Regions from separate parts of the Mus musculus genome. Here all the other regions are linked to region 3. Evidence: chromatin contacts called from public HiChIP or PLAC-seq data. All regions are on one chromosome and are shown on one strand. The core of a region is the stretch at or near the end of the contact, and the rest is flanking DNA. Distances in the headings are between cores, read along the strand shown.

What was found. HiChIP or PLAC-seq counts read pairs in DNA pulled down with a chosen protein or histone mark.
Region 1: a contact with region 3 is called in an H3K4me3 HiChIP or PLAC-seq map of bone marrow-derived macrophages, with 3 times the contacts expected there. The contact joins the enhancer-like site here to the promoter of Moap1 in region 3. A contact is called at or near these places in 2 of 39 promoter capture datasets (liver and neutrophils), 8 of 484 Hi-C or Micro-C datasets (cerebral cortex, embryonic stem cells, reprogramming fibroblasts and 1 more), 10 of 115 datasets of contacts at active chromatin or transcription factors (bone marrow-derived macrophages, effector CD8 T cells, embryonic stem cells and 2 more) and 3 of 9 other capture datasets (adipose tissue, embryonic stem cells and liver).
Region 2: a contact with region 3 is called in an H3K27ac HiChIP or PLAC-seq map of epiblast stem cells, with 6 times the contacts expected there. The contact joins the enhancer-like site here to the promoter of Moap1 in region 3. A contact is called at or near these places in 3 of 39 promoter capture datasets (embryonic stem cells, hippocampal neurons and pre-B cells), 2 of 484 Hi-C or Micro-C datasets (B cells and pro-B cells), 2 of 115 datasets of contacts at active chromatin or transcription factors (epiblast stem cells and large pre-B cells) and 1 of 9 other capture datasets (adipose tissue).

Annotation. Positions count from the first base shown.
Region 1 is chr12:102,391,143-102,396,249 of GRCm38.p6, reverse strand. It overlaps Lgmn (legumain), which reads left to right. Exons shown (of 14, transcript NM_011175.4): 12 at 436-606; 13 at 1,341-1,408; 14 at 1,638-2,168. The coding sequence ends at 1,680. Among named protein-coding and RNA genes, the nearest start is that of Lgmn, 46 kb to the left of the region's middle. Within about 2 kb of position 1,644, at least 6 of the 459 cell types and tissues checked have an H3K27ac peak or open chromatin away from gene starts, as enhancers often do. A contact at or near this core is called in bone marrow-derived macrophages, where this site is marked.
Region 2 is chr12:103,139,186-103,144,154 of GRCm38.p6, reverse strand. Unc79 (unc-79 homolog) reads right to left here. Exons shown (of 49, transcript NM_001081017.2): 36 at 2,271-2,383; 37 at 2,091-2,176; 38 at 1,395-1,568. Among named protein-coding and RNA genes, the nearest start is that of Prima1, 100 kb to the left of the region's middle. Within about 2 kb of position 1,529, at least 18 of the 459 cell types and tissues checked have an H3K27ac peak or open chromatin away from gene starts, as enhancers often do.
Region 3 is chr12:102,740,694-102,745,325 of GRCm38.p6, reverse strand. It overlaps Moap1 (modulator of apoptosis 1), which reads left to right and starts at 1,665. Exons shown (of 2, transcript NM_001142937.2): 1 at 1,665-1,783; 2 at 1,932-4,632. The coding sequence starts at 2,038. The coding sequence ends at 3,096. It overlaps Gm20604 (predicted gene 20604), which reads left to right. Exons shown (of 2, transcript NM_001142939.1): 2 at 1,932-4,632. The coding sequence ends at 1,954. It overlaps Tmem251 (transmembrane protein 251), which reads right to left and starts at 1,566. Exons shown (of 2, transcript NM_177140.4): 1 at 1,160-1,566; 2 at 1-726. The coding sequence starts at 1,239. The coding sequence ends at 315.

The DNA of each region.
Region 1 (5,107 bases), core at 395-2,894, 350 kb after region 3:
TGGGTTCAGCAGTGCCTTCTTTATGTTGCTATTTCATCATCTGGGAGGAACACGTAGTGGGGGGGGGGTGTGTGTGGCCTGTGTTCTCTGTGTACTCACCCTGGTTTCCTGAGCATGCAGAGGTGCCCAGGAGCAGGCAGGGACTGATGAGGATAGCAGTGTGCTGAGGCAGGTCTCAGTCAGGCACAGGCGAACCTCCAGGTGACACGGGTCAGTTCTGCTGTGATCTAGAAGGTCTGGCCTTTCCAGTGTCACAGAAACCAAACACATACCTAGCATCTCTCTTGAATGCATCTGTTAAATTGGTTTAATTCTCGGTGGGTTGAGGGCAGTGTCAGGATAGTTCTCTGAATATGCTGCTTACTATAGAGCCCGGGGAGAGTACTTTAAGCTAGACTCGTTTTGAAATGCTGCCTGTCTTTTTTTTTTCCCTAGGCCAGGCACGTCATTGAGAAGTCTGTGCACAAGATCGTTTCCCTGCTGGCGGGATTTGGGGAAACTGCTGAGAGACATCTGTCAGAGAGGACCATGCTCACAGCACATGACTGCTACCAGGAGGCTGTAACCCACTTCCGCACACACTGCTTTAACTGGCACTCTGTCACGGTGAGCCCAGCTAGGGTCCTCAGGTCTCCTGCATCTGAGATGTTAGTGCTAAACTCAGGTGCACTGGCTTGTATGGAAAGATTCTCTCTGGACCGTAGTCATGTGTCTTGTCTACCAGAGTCATAGGTGACAACTCCCATTACTGTTGCCTTTGAAGGGTGCTTGCTTCTCATGATGATGTGACCCCCACAACCCTCGCATCATCCTCACATCTCCAGACATTGGCTTCTTTCTTCCTCCTGATGTCTTCTGTCTATTCCCCAAGATTTATCATTGTTGGAGCACACGCTAGTCTATGGAGAAGGAAGAACTATGTTTCGGCCAGTTGTAGAGTCAGTCAGCTAGTCGGTCCCTAAAACGCCCTGTGGTCACAATGGGATGCTTGACTCCTCCTGGAGCAAGGTGGGCAGACTGTGGCCCGTAGACCAAACCCTGGCAGAGCCTGGCTTTGAACCTTTGTCGTCCAGTTTGGCATTTGTGCGTCATGCTTCCCTCCTCAGCTGGGTTCCCAGAATCAGCTGAAGCTGGACAGAGTTTCAGCAGCCCCAGCAGCCCTGAGGTTTGTGTGCGAATGTTTGTCTCTCCCCGGGAGAGCGTGTGAATGCCTACAGATTGCCGAAAGAAGATGGCAGACCTGTGACCCAAACGGACCTCCAACTCCTGGCTGAAATGGCTTTGTCTCTGTGACTACTGCATGGTGAGGTGCTCACGTGTGGGTCTCTGTTTTCTTGCAGTACGAGCATGCCTTGCGGTACTTGTATGTGCTGGCCAATCTCTGTGAGGCACCATATCCGATTGACAGGTAAAGCAGCGCTTGGCTGGCACTGGGAAGATGGGCATCATTCCAGATGTACTGGGGAGGGCACCACTGGCCTGAGGAGACTGTAGTTCCTGAGGCCACTCATTGGTGGAATGGGAGGGCGGGTTCCCAGTGGTGATGGCTAGGGACTTTGTCCCGCATGACTCCCCCCATGTCTTGTTTTCTGCAGGGTTGACTTAACTCATCTGATTCATCTTCCTGTTTCTTGCAGGATAGAGATGGCCATGGACAAAGTGTGTCTTAGTCACTACTGAACAGCTCGCTTCCCAATGAGTGAGCACAGTCCACTGGAATATGAACCAACCAGAGACTGAAAGGGCGGAGCCAGAGGCAGCACCCGCGCCCCTGGCCCCCAGGAATACTGCCCGCCCACCCCAGGGCTTGCTTTTTGAAGATACCTGCTTACTAAGAAGCCAGTTTGGGTGGGTAAAGCTCTCTGGAAGAAGGAACTTTGCTTCTTAGGAGTTTTTTTGTTTGTTTGTTTTGGTTTGTTTTGTTGTCCATTAGCTTTCAAGAGCAAATTCCCCGCGGCTTCTCTAGCCAGGGAAGGAATCGTCTGAGAAATTCAAAGCTGAAACCTCTTGCCGTCTTCACAGTGATTTCACTGAAGAAGAGGGTGGAAAGCAAGCCCCTATGGGAGAATTATTTTTAGAATTATATAATTTTTGATTGCTTTTATATTTTATTCTGTAATAATGGATGTCTTAAAACAAATAAGTGAAGTGAGACATTTGTTTCTGGACTCTGGCTTTGTGGTTTGTGTTTTACCCTCATGGTGGGCTGACCCTTCCCTGCTCCACGCTCTGTGAGCTTGCAGCCCCCCTCAACCCCCCCCCCGCCCACCCCTGTTCCTTTTGCCCTACAATGCCTGACTGTTTAGCTCTTCACCCCGATCAGTTTCAGGGGCCTTTCTTCCTTAAGTTTCACTCCGCCTCTTCATCTTCCTACCTGTTCTGATTGGAATAGGAAATATCCCCTACAGGCTTGTATGCTGAGTGTTTGGTCCTAGCTGGCAGCACTGGTTTGGGAAGTTCTGGAAACTCTAGGATGTGGGGCCTCGCTAGAGGAAGCAGGTCCCTGGGGTTGTACTTTGGAGGCTATGCTTGCTCCCTAGACTCCATCCATTGCTCCATTTCTTGCCACTGAGAGGGGTGGAACTTTTCCCTGCCGTACAGGACACTCAATTCTGCCCAAGCAACTATGCACTGAACCCTCAGGCTATGAAGCAGATTAGTAAGTCCTCCCCTACTAAGTCTTTTCACCATGCTGAGATAGCCTGACTAACCCAGAAACGCCATTAGAAGCAGCTGTTCTCGGCCCTCTGTGGCCATGCATCTCATAGTCAGATGCAAGGCAAGGAGGGGCCACGCCCCTCTGTGTCTCTGGCACAGTACATCCAAGGTGTAGTTGTTAGAGATGTGAAATCAGGGCTCTGTATCCATGCAGGGCAATACTGTAAACAGCAGTAAAAAGGAATGGAGTACCTGTATAGGGCATAGCATTATTAAGCCAATTGAAGCCAAGTGCTAAAACCATGTAGTAGATAGCTTTATGTGACATGTGCTGAACAGGCAAATCCACACACTTATCGGTGCTAGCGACTAAGGAAATAAATGGGAGTGAGAGCGGCTGGGTGTAAGCCTGCTCCCTCAGCCCCCTCTTACAGGATCTTGCTATGTTGCAAGGCAGGCCTGGAACTCAGGAATCCTCCTGCCTCAGCGTCCCAGATAGCCAGACACGGGTGTGCCCCTTCATGCCTGGTTCAGTTTGCTCCCAGGGATGCTGGAGAGTCAGGAAGCTGAGGATTGTGACTGCTCAGTATTTCAGGCACAGGGAGACCCAGACCAAATGGGTTTGAGTGGTGTGGGTCGGGAGCAGGTTTGCTTTGGGAGATGTGTTTGAAAAACATAGATGATCCGTATAACCTAGAAATACTTTTAAAAATTAAAGATAAGCCCTGGAGATGAGTCTGTTTTACCATGACTATGTTATATACAGACCTATAATGAAAAGGTAAAGTTTACACACACACACACACACACACACACACACTCACAAACCTGGAACCATCAACAATAAAGAGACATGTAAACAAAGTAAGAATGTTGCATCCTAGCTGCAGAAACAGCTCTTTTGCTATCAGTCTCCAGGTGGTTTCATGCCCAGGGAGGAGTGATTTCTTACACATTTCACCCCTTTCACCAATTTTAACACATAGAACCTAGGCTCACTCCACTGAGCCTAGGTTAAGAGCGCTGGATGTTCTAGAGGACCCAGGGTCGATTTCCAAGCAGCTACATGGTGGCTCACAACTGTGTTTAACTCCAGTTCCAGGGAACCAATGCTCTTGTCTGGCCTCCACAGGCACCATACACATATGTGGTGGACAGACATACATCTAGGCAAAACAGTCACATAAGAAACCATTAAAAAACAAAACAAAACAAAAAAAACCCAAACCCCTAAGCGTATGCTATAGACTATTAGTGATAAGGCCAACAGCTAGCTGTTACTAGTTATGTATTTCGAGGGTGTCACATGTTATATGCTGTGGAGGTGGGGTGATGGCTCATGGTTAAGAGCTCAAACTGCACTTGCAGAGGACCTGGAGTTGGGTTCCTCACACCTGGAATGGCTCACAACCCTGTAGCTTCAGCTCCAGAGGCTTCTGAGGCCCTCTTCTGGTCTCCATAGGTACTACACGCACCTGTTCATACCCCTGACACACATGAACATAATTAAAAGTAAAATAAGCCACCGAATTCCATGCAGATTTTCAGCTGCCCAGGAGGTTAGATTATATGTTTTAACCAGGACAATTAAGCAGCATGTGAGTTAAGTCTCACGTTGTAAAAGACAGGCATGAATGGTATGTATGAAACTGAGGCAGGAGGATTGCTGAGTCTAGGAGTTCAGAGGTAGCTGGGGCAGCATTGCAAGGCCATGTCTTAAAGCTGTGAAGAGAGAGAGTCATATAGCTAGATGGGCATTGAGAAAGCAAAGATGAAAGGCAGCATTAGGGCTGATGATAAAGCTTGCTTGGGCATGCAGCCCTGGGCTCCATCACCATACAAACTGGCCGTGATGGTGCACACCTGTAATCCCAGCAGCCCTGGGCTCCATCACCATACAAACTGGCCGTGATGGTGCACACCTGTAATCCCAGCAGCCCTAGAAGGTTCTAGATCAGCGGTTTTCAATGAGGTGGTGAGTGACCCTTTTCCGGGGGCTGCCTAAGACTATTGCAAAACAGCTTATGAACACTGTGATTCATGACAGTAGCAAAATGACTGTTCTGAAGTAGCAATGAAAATTATTTTATGGTGGTGGTGGGGGTGGTGGTGGTGGTGGGGAGTCACCAGAGCATGAGTTAAAGGTCGTGGCATTAGGAAGGTTTAGAATCACTGCTCTGTATCCTCAAGGCTATCCTGGGTTACATAATGAGCTTGAGGGCTTACTTGTGGGAACCTGTCTCAAAAAAAAAAAAAAAAAAAAAAAAAAAAAAAAAAAAGAGGGCATTAATGGGCTGGAGAGATGGTTCAGTGGTTAAGAGCACGGACTGCTTTTCCAGGTCATGAGTTCAAATCCAAGCAACCATATTGTGGCTCACAACCATCTATAATGAGATCTGATGCCTTCTTCTGGGATATCTGAAGATAACTACAGTGTACAAATATATAA
Region 2 (4,969 bases), core at 280-2,779, 400 kb before region 3:
CCATCCATTGTGGGGGACTTGGGAATTGAACTCAGATTGTCAGGCTTGGTGGCAAGCACCCTTACTCCCTGAGCTATCTAGCTAGCCCAGGACTAGTCCTCTTTGCTTGGATTTGCTCATCTACTTTAAGCTATGGATAAACAGGTAACCCAGAGAGTGGTGATACAGAAACCTGGGCTGCTCTCCACAGTCCCCTTGAACCCTAGCAACAGCACTCGGCAAGCTAAAGGCTCCGAATTACCAGCTCCTTATCAGCATCCTTATTAGCATCCACTGGTTCCACAACTGTGATTGCCACGGTTAGCTGACCTCTGCAACATCTTATACATATGAGGCATTTATTCCAGAAGTACCAACATGTGACTTCACTGGTCAGATGAACAAGTTATTCGACTTTGCTTTGTAGTAATTTTATCTGAGTTACATGAAGAAGTCACACAACTCTAGTGGAGACAAAGGGACAAAGAAGTGGCTCTGCCAAGGCTGGCTACCTCCTGGCCCCGGTCCTGGAGATACAAACGCTTGCGGCTTTCTTGGTTTACAGCAGTGTGCAGTCATACAGGAGCACTAGACTGGGAGTCAGGAGGCGTGAGTTCCAACCTTCTCCCCACCTCCATGGAGCAATTACAACTCACACCTCCTCTCTTACGGTACAACTCTTTATTTGATGACATACAGGAAGAATGTGTCTTATTGGTTTCTCCCGCTTTAATAAAACAAGTTCCTGCTTTTCTTTCTTTCCTTTTCTATTTTTTTTTTTTTTTTTTATTATCAGGCCCCTGACGACAATGACCCTTGAACTACAGATTAACCACTGAATATCATCTTGCTCTTTCCTGAACATTACTCAGAAAAACCGAAACAAAGCAAAGCAAAACAAAACAAAACACATGCCACTTTAAATAATTCTCTAAAGCTAACACTTTACCTACGTCTGGATTCCTTTTAGATAAGCTATTAATTTCCTTGCCTATTGGATATCCACTTGAGAAGAGCATTTCTGCAGAAAGCCCACCTAAGGACTGGGGATATAGTTCAGTAATAGGATGATTACCTAGCATGCACAGGAGGCTGAGTTCTAGCTCCCTCGCTGAAAATGAAACAAACACAAATTTTAAAAAGAAAGAAAGGAAAGAAACAAACCACAGTCGGTTGGCATTCAACTAAAAACCACGTGGTCACGGGGTACCTTCATTATCAGCAAGCAAAGTACCCACTCCATGCTGCCGACAGCAGAGTGGATGACCTAAATAACTCTCTCCTCTAGCTGACAGATTTCCCCTAGCTTCTTGGGCTCTATCAGATCACCTGACCGACCGTGCTTCGCATGTTGGTCTCTGTAAGCAGATGGGCAGAAAGTAATGGAAGCTAAAAAAAACTTGGGCTGAGCTCACCTTCAGAGGTAAAACACAAGGCAGCTTGGCAAAAAATGTCTGAAACTGGTTGCTGATTGTGGTCCAGAGACTACTAGGAGAATCCATGGGCAGAGCTTCCATGAACGTGGCAATGTTTTCCAAACAGCGTATCATAGCACCCCCTGCTGGTAAATTCTTTTTGTTATTTAGACCCTAAAAACACAAAAGCATAGGCAATCAACTGCTGAAACAGGACACGAATCATAAAGCTACCCAGAGAAGGTTTGCTTAGAAACCTTAAATATTTGCACTATAAACACGATGGGCTGCCTGCTACACAGGCTGACTGCTCTAACAGCCAGAAGGAATACAGAGGGAAACCAGCTACATTTAGTAAAACGGCAGGGGCAAAACTAATGATCTTTATGTCCTGAAGATAAAATGGGATCATGAATTAAGAACTCTCTAAGGATATAGAATGGGTCTGGATGGGTGCTAAGAAGGTAATGAACAACGCCTGCTGGAAAGACTCTTCCAAAGTAAAGATTGGAGCTGTTGATAATAGCAGCCGCTGCTTTCTTCCTAGCAACACCTGGGCATGGTGAAGCAGTCTGGGACTTCTCTATGTTAGATACAACACTTCACCGTGAAGCAGTCCAGGGGTGCCTCAGGGAGGGAGACAGATGTGGTACATAACTTTGCCTGGGACCTAGGGTACCTTTCACGCAAACCTACCTCCAAGAGCTGACTGAGGGCAGCAATTGAGCTCAGCTCGTTGAAGTCCATGAGAGATGTGGCTAAGGTCCTTAAAAAAGTCCCATCTATAAAGCAAATGATCAGATTTAGTAGGCTTTCTGGGGACTGGCCAGGCTTGTGGTGTCTGGGTCCTGGGGTGGGGGTGGGGGGATGAGTTACCTTTGATGGCACTCTGGAAGAGCTGAGGGAAGATGCCATTGGGGGCCAGCTGATGGAAGATGCAGCGCAGGAACTGCTTGGCCACACCTGCTGCATTGCCTGGAACCATCATGCTGCGTTCAAACAGAGAGGACAACACAAGCTATAGACCAACGAGCATGCATGCAATGATTTAGAGGTTAGGCTCTGAGCGCCACAGTTTTATCCACTATCTTTCTTGCTAGTTTCCCCCAGAGAGATGAAATTACCCATAGTCAAACCTAATACTTCATAACAATTTTTTTCAGACAGATCCATAAAGTGCCAAAGTGACAGCAGAATTATTCCAGGACTCTCCAAGTATAGCTGAGTATCCCAAAGCCAGTGACTTTCAAAGGCCACAAAGTCTAGAAGTGGATAAGAGTTATCAGCAAGAGCCTAGCAAGGCCAAGAGAGGGTTGCCCTGAGGGAATGCAGTGAGAATATCCTCACTTCTTTTGGGAGATCCGCCATGTTTTCTTGGAGCATCTGAGCTGGCACTTGTAACAAAAAGTACCTGAGGGTTTTACATGGCTCTGTCTCTTAGACAAAAGCAGCAGAGAGAATAATTCCTGAGGTGGTTGGGTAGGGGAGTAGGTTACCAGAAGGAAGAAATCAAAGGTCCCAAGTGGATGAAGGGCAAGAAGCTCTCCTAAGCTAGGTACATCAGCCTCTGCCTCATCATGCCAAGTCCACCTTGGAACATTGGTTCAAAGGTCAAAGGCGGCCTCCAGGGAAAACAGAGCCCTAAACTTATGACTGACATAAATAAACAGAACAAGGGAAACTTTTGGCTATTTGTTTCATGAGGCCCCCATAGCCCTAAAACTAACATCAGATAAATCTGAATAAATAAATAAATAAACAAACAAACAAACACAAAGGAACAGGAAGAGAAAAACACAGCACAGTATTCCTCTGGACACTGGATCCAACTATAGATGACAAGGATAATATATCATGATCACATAGGGTTTATCCATAGAATGCCAGAATAACGTCACAATCAACATAGGGGCTGGGGAAACGGCCAGGAGAAGGACCAGAGTTCAGATCCTCCATGTGGGCACAGTGAACCACCTAGAGCTTGAGCCTCGGAGGATGGAGCTCCAGGATGCTCTGCGTGAGCAAGCTTCCTACCCAGACTAGCAGCATAGCAAGGTCTGAGGCTTGGTGGAGAGACCCTGCCTCAAAGTATGAGGCAGGAGGATGACCAAGGAGGACTCCTGATGTCAACTGTGGGCCTCCACACGCCAATGCGCACAGCTACAGACATGCACACTCACATACATGTGAACCATCACGTCACATATATACACATTTGCTAACACAAAAAAAGAAGAGAAAAAATCAATCAATGTGATTCAACATATTAAAATAAAAACACATGAGTTTTAAATTACTCAACATATTGGAAATAGAAGAAAACAGTTTGTTTTTTAAAAAAAGTGTCTGTGAAAACAAAAACAAAACACAACAAAAAAAATCCCTGGCTAACACATAACCAGAATGAGATTGTGAAGGCAGGAAACAAAACAGGAACGGCCATTTCCACATCCCTTATTGTACTGGTGGCTCTACCTACTATGATAAAGTAACAAAACCCCCAAAATATCAGAAAGGAGGATAGTAAAACATATTTTGGTAGGTAATATAATGTTTTCCAAACAAAATAAAACCGTAAAAAGTCTATAAAGTCTAGAAGTCTAGGAAACTTCTAGAACTTATGTGTGAATTAAGCTAGGATACAACACTAATCCAGAAAAATCTTTATCCACCAGGAAAAAAATTGAAAATTATTTCCTTTAAAATTCAATTTATGCCAGGCAGTGGTGGCACATGTCTTTAATCCCAGCACTCGAGAGGCAGAGGCAGGCAGATTTCTGAGTTTGAGGCCCACCTGGTCTACAGAGTGAGTTCTAGGACAGCCAGGGCTATACAGAGAAGCCCTGTCTCAAAAACCAGGAAAAAAAATTCAATTTACATTATTTCTAACATGTATAAAATTCTTAGGGGTCAATCTAACAAGATTTAACAAAAGATTTACAAAATTTAAAGTTTAAAGTTTAAACAGAAGATTTACAAAATTCCAAAATGTAAAATTTTAACCAAAGTTGTACAAGACCACTACTGAACATGGCTCCGGGGCTGGGTTGATGGTTCAGCCTGGACAACACTTGCCTTACAAGTTCCAGGATCTGAGTTTGAACCGAGAATCCTCATAACCGGGAAAGGCATTGGTACTGTACACTGGGAATCCTAGCACTGGGGAGGTGAAGATGGGGCTCACAGAGGCTCACTGACCAGCCAGTCGAGCCTAACTGGAGCCTCTAGACCAATGAGAGGCTTTGTCTCACAGGAGCTAGATGGCATTCCTAAGGATGACACCCTCCATATATGTGGGCACACATTTCAAAATCATAGCTGAGAGAAACTTAAAACTTAATGAGAGGGATATATATATATATATATATATATATATATATATATATATATATATATCAGTTATTCCCAAATTAATATACACTGTCAACTCCAATAACCATTTTGCCTAAAGAAGGAGAAGCTTGGACACAGTGTAGAACTGATGCCTGTTATAGCAACAGTGAGAAGACAGAGAAAGGAGAATCCCCACTAGGTTGAGGACAGCCAGGGCTCAAAGCAAGATACTTTCTCGAAAA
Region 3 (4,632 bases), core at 416-2,915:
AAATTTCTGAATCATACTATGTTGCACATAGAATAGAAATAAAAAAATTCAGGCGCTTATTCAAGTTTCTAAAGACTGCAGGTTACAAGCCACTATTTTACTTCCAAACTCTGAAGTCATCAACATGATTGTGTAGTACTATATTTCAGGCTTTACCTAAAAAGTCATTATTCAGATAAAGTAGTCAGTCCTCTTGTCACTTTTTAAGTCTCGTTCCACCACAACTTCCTGAGACCTGTGAAGAAACTGCAGTCTTGTGGTCAGCCACTATACAGTGCTGGCAGTCTTACAATAAGGGAAACCGGTGATGGGTGTTATGTGTCAATCAGTTGTAGTCTGCTGATCTGATTAGAAGCCTTGACAAATGCCTGATGACGATTGCAGATAACTGCCAAGCATATGGGGATAATACAGTAGCCCACTGTTTTGGGATCCGCTCTCGTACAAGAATAAAGGAACAAAAACATCTGTAAGTACGGAATCAAGAAAATAATTGTCCACAACCAAAAGGGCAGGGAAAGTAACCGAGCTTTCAAGGAGTGTGTCCATGTGGTTCCTTCCCGAGGCTCCTCAGGGTGCTGCAGAATGTGTTCCAAAGCCAACCTGTTGTAAGTCTCATTGATTTCAAAAACATAATAAAACGCTGCTGCACTTGCTAGCAAATACAGTCCCACTCCAATCCATCCCATCCGCTGACGGAAGTTCATCATTCTCCATGCTCTGTGCCTTCAATGCAAACACAGAAAAATTATTGTTAAGGTCTAATAATGTTGCCATGGCAACTATTCCAAGTGCACATGATTTAAATTCAAGAGTTCTGAAAAGCACGAGCATTTTAAGATTTAACAGCTGTAAACAGCTTACAGGTGGTTTTATATAACAGTTGTAAGCACATAAAAATACTGGTTTCAGTGTCTACTGAGTGCTGTTATTTATGTGAACCCCAGAGTGAATGAATCATCACTTCTTGCTTGAGTAGACCCAGTACACCTTCGTTTCAGATAATGAAACATCTAGTTTCCCCACAGGACGTTGCTCTTGACAGTTGAAATGCTTTCTGGCTTAACACTATTTCAGACGTGGGCACTGGGTTGAGTTCTACTCGTTAAACCAACGTCGGAGTCCCCAAGTTAAGACGGTAACTCTTTCAAACACTTACAGTGGTCCCGAAAATCTTCCTGTTCCCCCTGCAAGCGAGCAAGAGTCACTCAGTTCTGAACAGTCAGGTGCCTTTGGCATTTCAGAACAAGCCACCTTAAGAGAAACCCTCTGGGTCGCGCAGCTGAAGAAGGTGAGCGCGGCGGCGGGAGCACGAGCTAGTAGTGATTAAGCTCAGCGTGACTACGGCTGGTCACGCGGCGGCGGCGGGCCCCGTCGCCCTCCGGAGCCCCAGGCGGGGGGAACCACCTGGAGATGCCGGGCCCGCCCCCCACTGCACCCGCCGCCGAGCTGAGCTGGGCAGTGGCGCCAGGCTTGGCCTGCAGAGGCCCGAGCTCGGCTCCCGGCCGGACGCCGGGCCAGCCTGACAGCCAAGCCGAGCAGCCCCGGGTCTCACCTTCCTGTCCTGAGTGGCCCGCCCGCTCGCAGTCCCGGATACCGCCGCATTCAGAGCTTCCGTCTAGGGCCGGAAACGCGCGCCGGCCTCTCATGACGTCAGGCTGTCAGCTTCGCGCCGCCTCCAGAGGCGGTTGTCTGTTCCCTGAGGCGTTTGCTGCGGTCGTTCTTCTGCCCTCGGCCGGGAGGCGGGCGCGGGGAGCCCGGGTCTCTCCTAAACCCCGCAAAGGTCAGACGTCCTCTCCGGGACCCAAGCGATGTATCTACGGGCAGGTGATCCTGATGGCGTTCGTTTCTAAGCGCCTGTGGCGGGTGGGCGGAGGAACTGCTCGGGAGTCAGACACGGTTAACTTAACGTGGATGCTCTGTTTTCTCAGGCTCCCGGACCTCTGCGTGTTAAAGAGACGAGCACGCACATCACTGTAAGCGGCGGCGGCGGCGGCGGCGCCCTGGTCGAATTAGAATTTAAATACTCTGAGCACCATGACACTGAGACTTCTAGAAGACTGGTGCAGAGGGATGGATATGAATCCTCGGAAAGCACTATTGGTTGCCGGCATCCCTCCGACCTGCGGAGTGGCAGACATAGAGGAGGCCCTGCAGGCTGGCCTTGCTCCCTTAGGGGAACACAGACTGCTTGGGAGGATGTTCAGGAGGGATGAGAACAAGAATGTAGCCCTGATTGGGCTTACAGTAGAGACTGGCAGTGCCCTGGTCCCCAAGGAAATACCTGCAAAAGGAGGTGTCTGGAGAGTGATCTTTAAGCCTCCTGATACTGATAGTGACTTTTTGTGCAGATTAAATGAGTTTTTAAAGGGGGAGGGCATGACGATGGGTGAATTAACCAGAGTTCTTGGGAATCGGAATGACCCTCTCGGCCTAGACCCGGGCATAATGATCCCTGAAATTCGAGCACCCATGTTAGCACAGGCATTAAATGAGGCCCTTAAGCCTACCCTGCAGTATCTGAGGTACAAAAAGCTGAGTGTGTTCTCAGGCAGGGATCCTCCAGGACCAGGTGAGGAAGAATTTGAATCTTGGATGTTTCATACTTCCCAAGTAATGAAAACATGGCAGGTGTCAGATGTAGAGAAAAGAAGGCGGTTGATAGAGAGCCTTAGAGGTCCAGCATTTGAAATTATTCGAGTCCTCAAGATAAACAACCCCTTCATTACAGTTGCAGAATGCCTGAAGACGCTTGAGACAATATTTGGGATTATTGATAATCCTAGAGCATTGCAGGTCAAATACCTTACTACTTATCAGAAGACTGATGAAAAGCTGTCTGCCTATGTTCTAAGGTTGGAGCCTTTATTGCAGAAACTGGTTCAGAAAGGAGCAATTGAGAAAGAAGTTGTGAATCAGGCCCGTCTAGACCAAGTCATTGCTGGGGCAGTCCACAAATCAGTTCGAAGAGAGCTTGGGCTGCCGGAGGGTAGCCCAGCCCCAGGCTTACTGCAGTTGCTGACACTGATAAAAGATAAGGAGGCCGAAGAAGAAGAGGTCCTCCTTCAGGCCGAATTAGAAGGCTATTGCACTTGACCCAAGACCCAAGGCTGTCATGAGCAGAACAAGATGGAAGAGCTCATTGCAGAGATCAGCCCATCCACTCTTTATGCTGCCAAAGTAACTCGCCCTTTGTCGTGTTGTTTACTGAATGTCTCCCCAATGTTTTACTGATAAAAATGATGTCATTCTACACTGATAATTATTTAAATCAAAAGACCATTCTGCTAGTACAGTGTCCCAGCAAGTCAAAAGTTTATATGCATGTTTAATAGTCATATGTGATGGTGCTATCAGTTATCAATAGTTTTCAGGTGTTGCCCACATTTATGCTGAAGACCCTGAGCCAAGGCTGGTTAAGATATTTAGTTTCTTTTATTAAAATCAGTTATCGATTCTGTGCAATCAAAAAGCACAACTGAATGCTGTGGTCAGTTCTACAACTAGTTTTAGGTTTGTGACTATCTGATATGTTGCCAAAACGTCTGCTTCTAAATATCATTTTCTTGGAGTAATAAAGAAATGATAATAAAATATTTGATCTTTGTATACATTGTAATACTACATTTGAAGGAAAATAATTTTTTGGCTTTGTTTTTAAGACAGTTTCTCTGTGCAGCTTTAGCTGTGCTGGAACCCACTCTATAGACCCAGGGTAGTCTCAAACTCAGAAATGTGCCTCCTGAGTGCTGGAATTAAAGGCCTGCACAACTACACTAGGCTGAACAAAAGTTTTTATAGTGTGAATCTGAAAGCCACTGAAATTACAGACTTAGTTCTTTGAACTCTTGGCACCTAGGGGATAGGAACTTGCTTGTTTGACAGGAACCAGACTATAAACAGATTGTGGCGAGTAGTAGGCCCATCAATATTGAATTTTGAGGGAGAAAGGGAAGATGAAGGTTTGTGTTTTTCCAACCCTGGTGCTACACACCTATAACCCCAGTGCTTAACAAGTAAAGCCAAAGTCAGGAAGACTGGCCTCTCAAGGCCAGCCAGAACTACAGAGGGAGGCCCTACCTCCAAAGAGAAAACTACATACAGGGAAACTAAGATCACCTGGGAAATGGATGTATGCCCAAGACGAAGCAGGCAGTAATGAGAGCTGTTCTGGTTCTTGCAAAGCTGCTGTTCTCTCTACTAAGGGAGGGAACTACACAAAGAATCAAGGCCAGACTGTCACCGTGTGTACATGTAGTCTTGGGAGTGTGATAGATTACTCTGAGTTAGGAATACATGGAAAGTTTCCTTATGTTCTCCACTGCAGAATGGCATGTGGACTCTTGAGAGCTGTGATTCTGCTCATGTTTGTATAGTGGCTTAAGATACATTATGCACTGTCCTGCAGGTCACTCATTTGCTGCCTCGGTGAGAAACTTTACATTTTGTATAGACACACAAGCATTAATAAATGCCACGCCTCTTCTGTATGTGAGACCCTAAGCTGAGGGGGTAAACTCGACAGGATAATCCCTGCTTTGAAGGTTTATTCAGACTCAGTATTAATGGCTGACATTGGATGTATCCTTGGCCAGCGACTAAGTACTAGCTGAAGAAGAAGCTGTCTCTTCC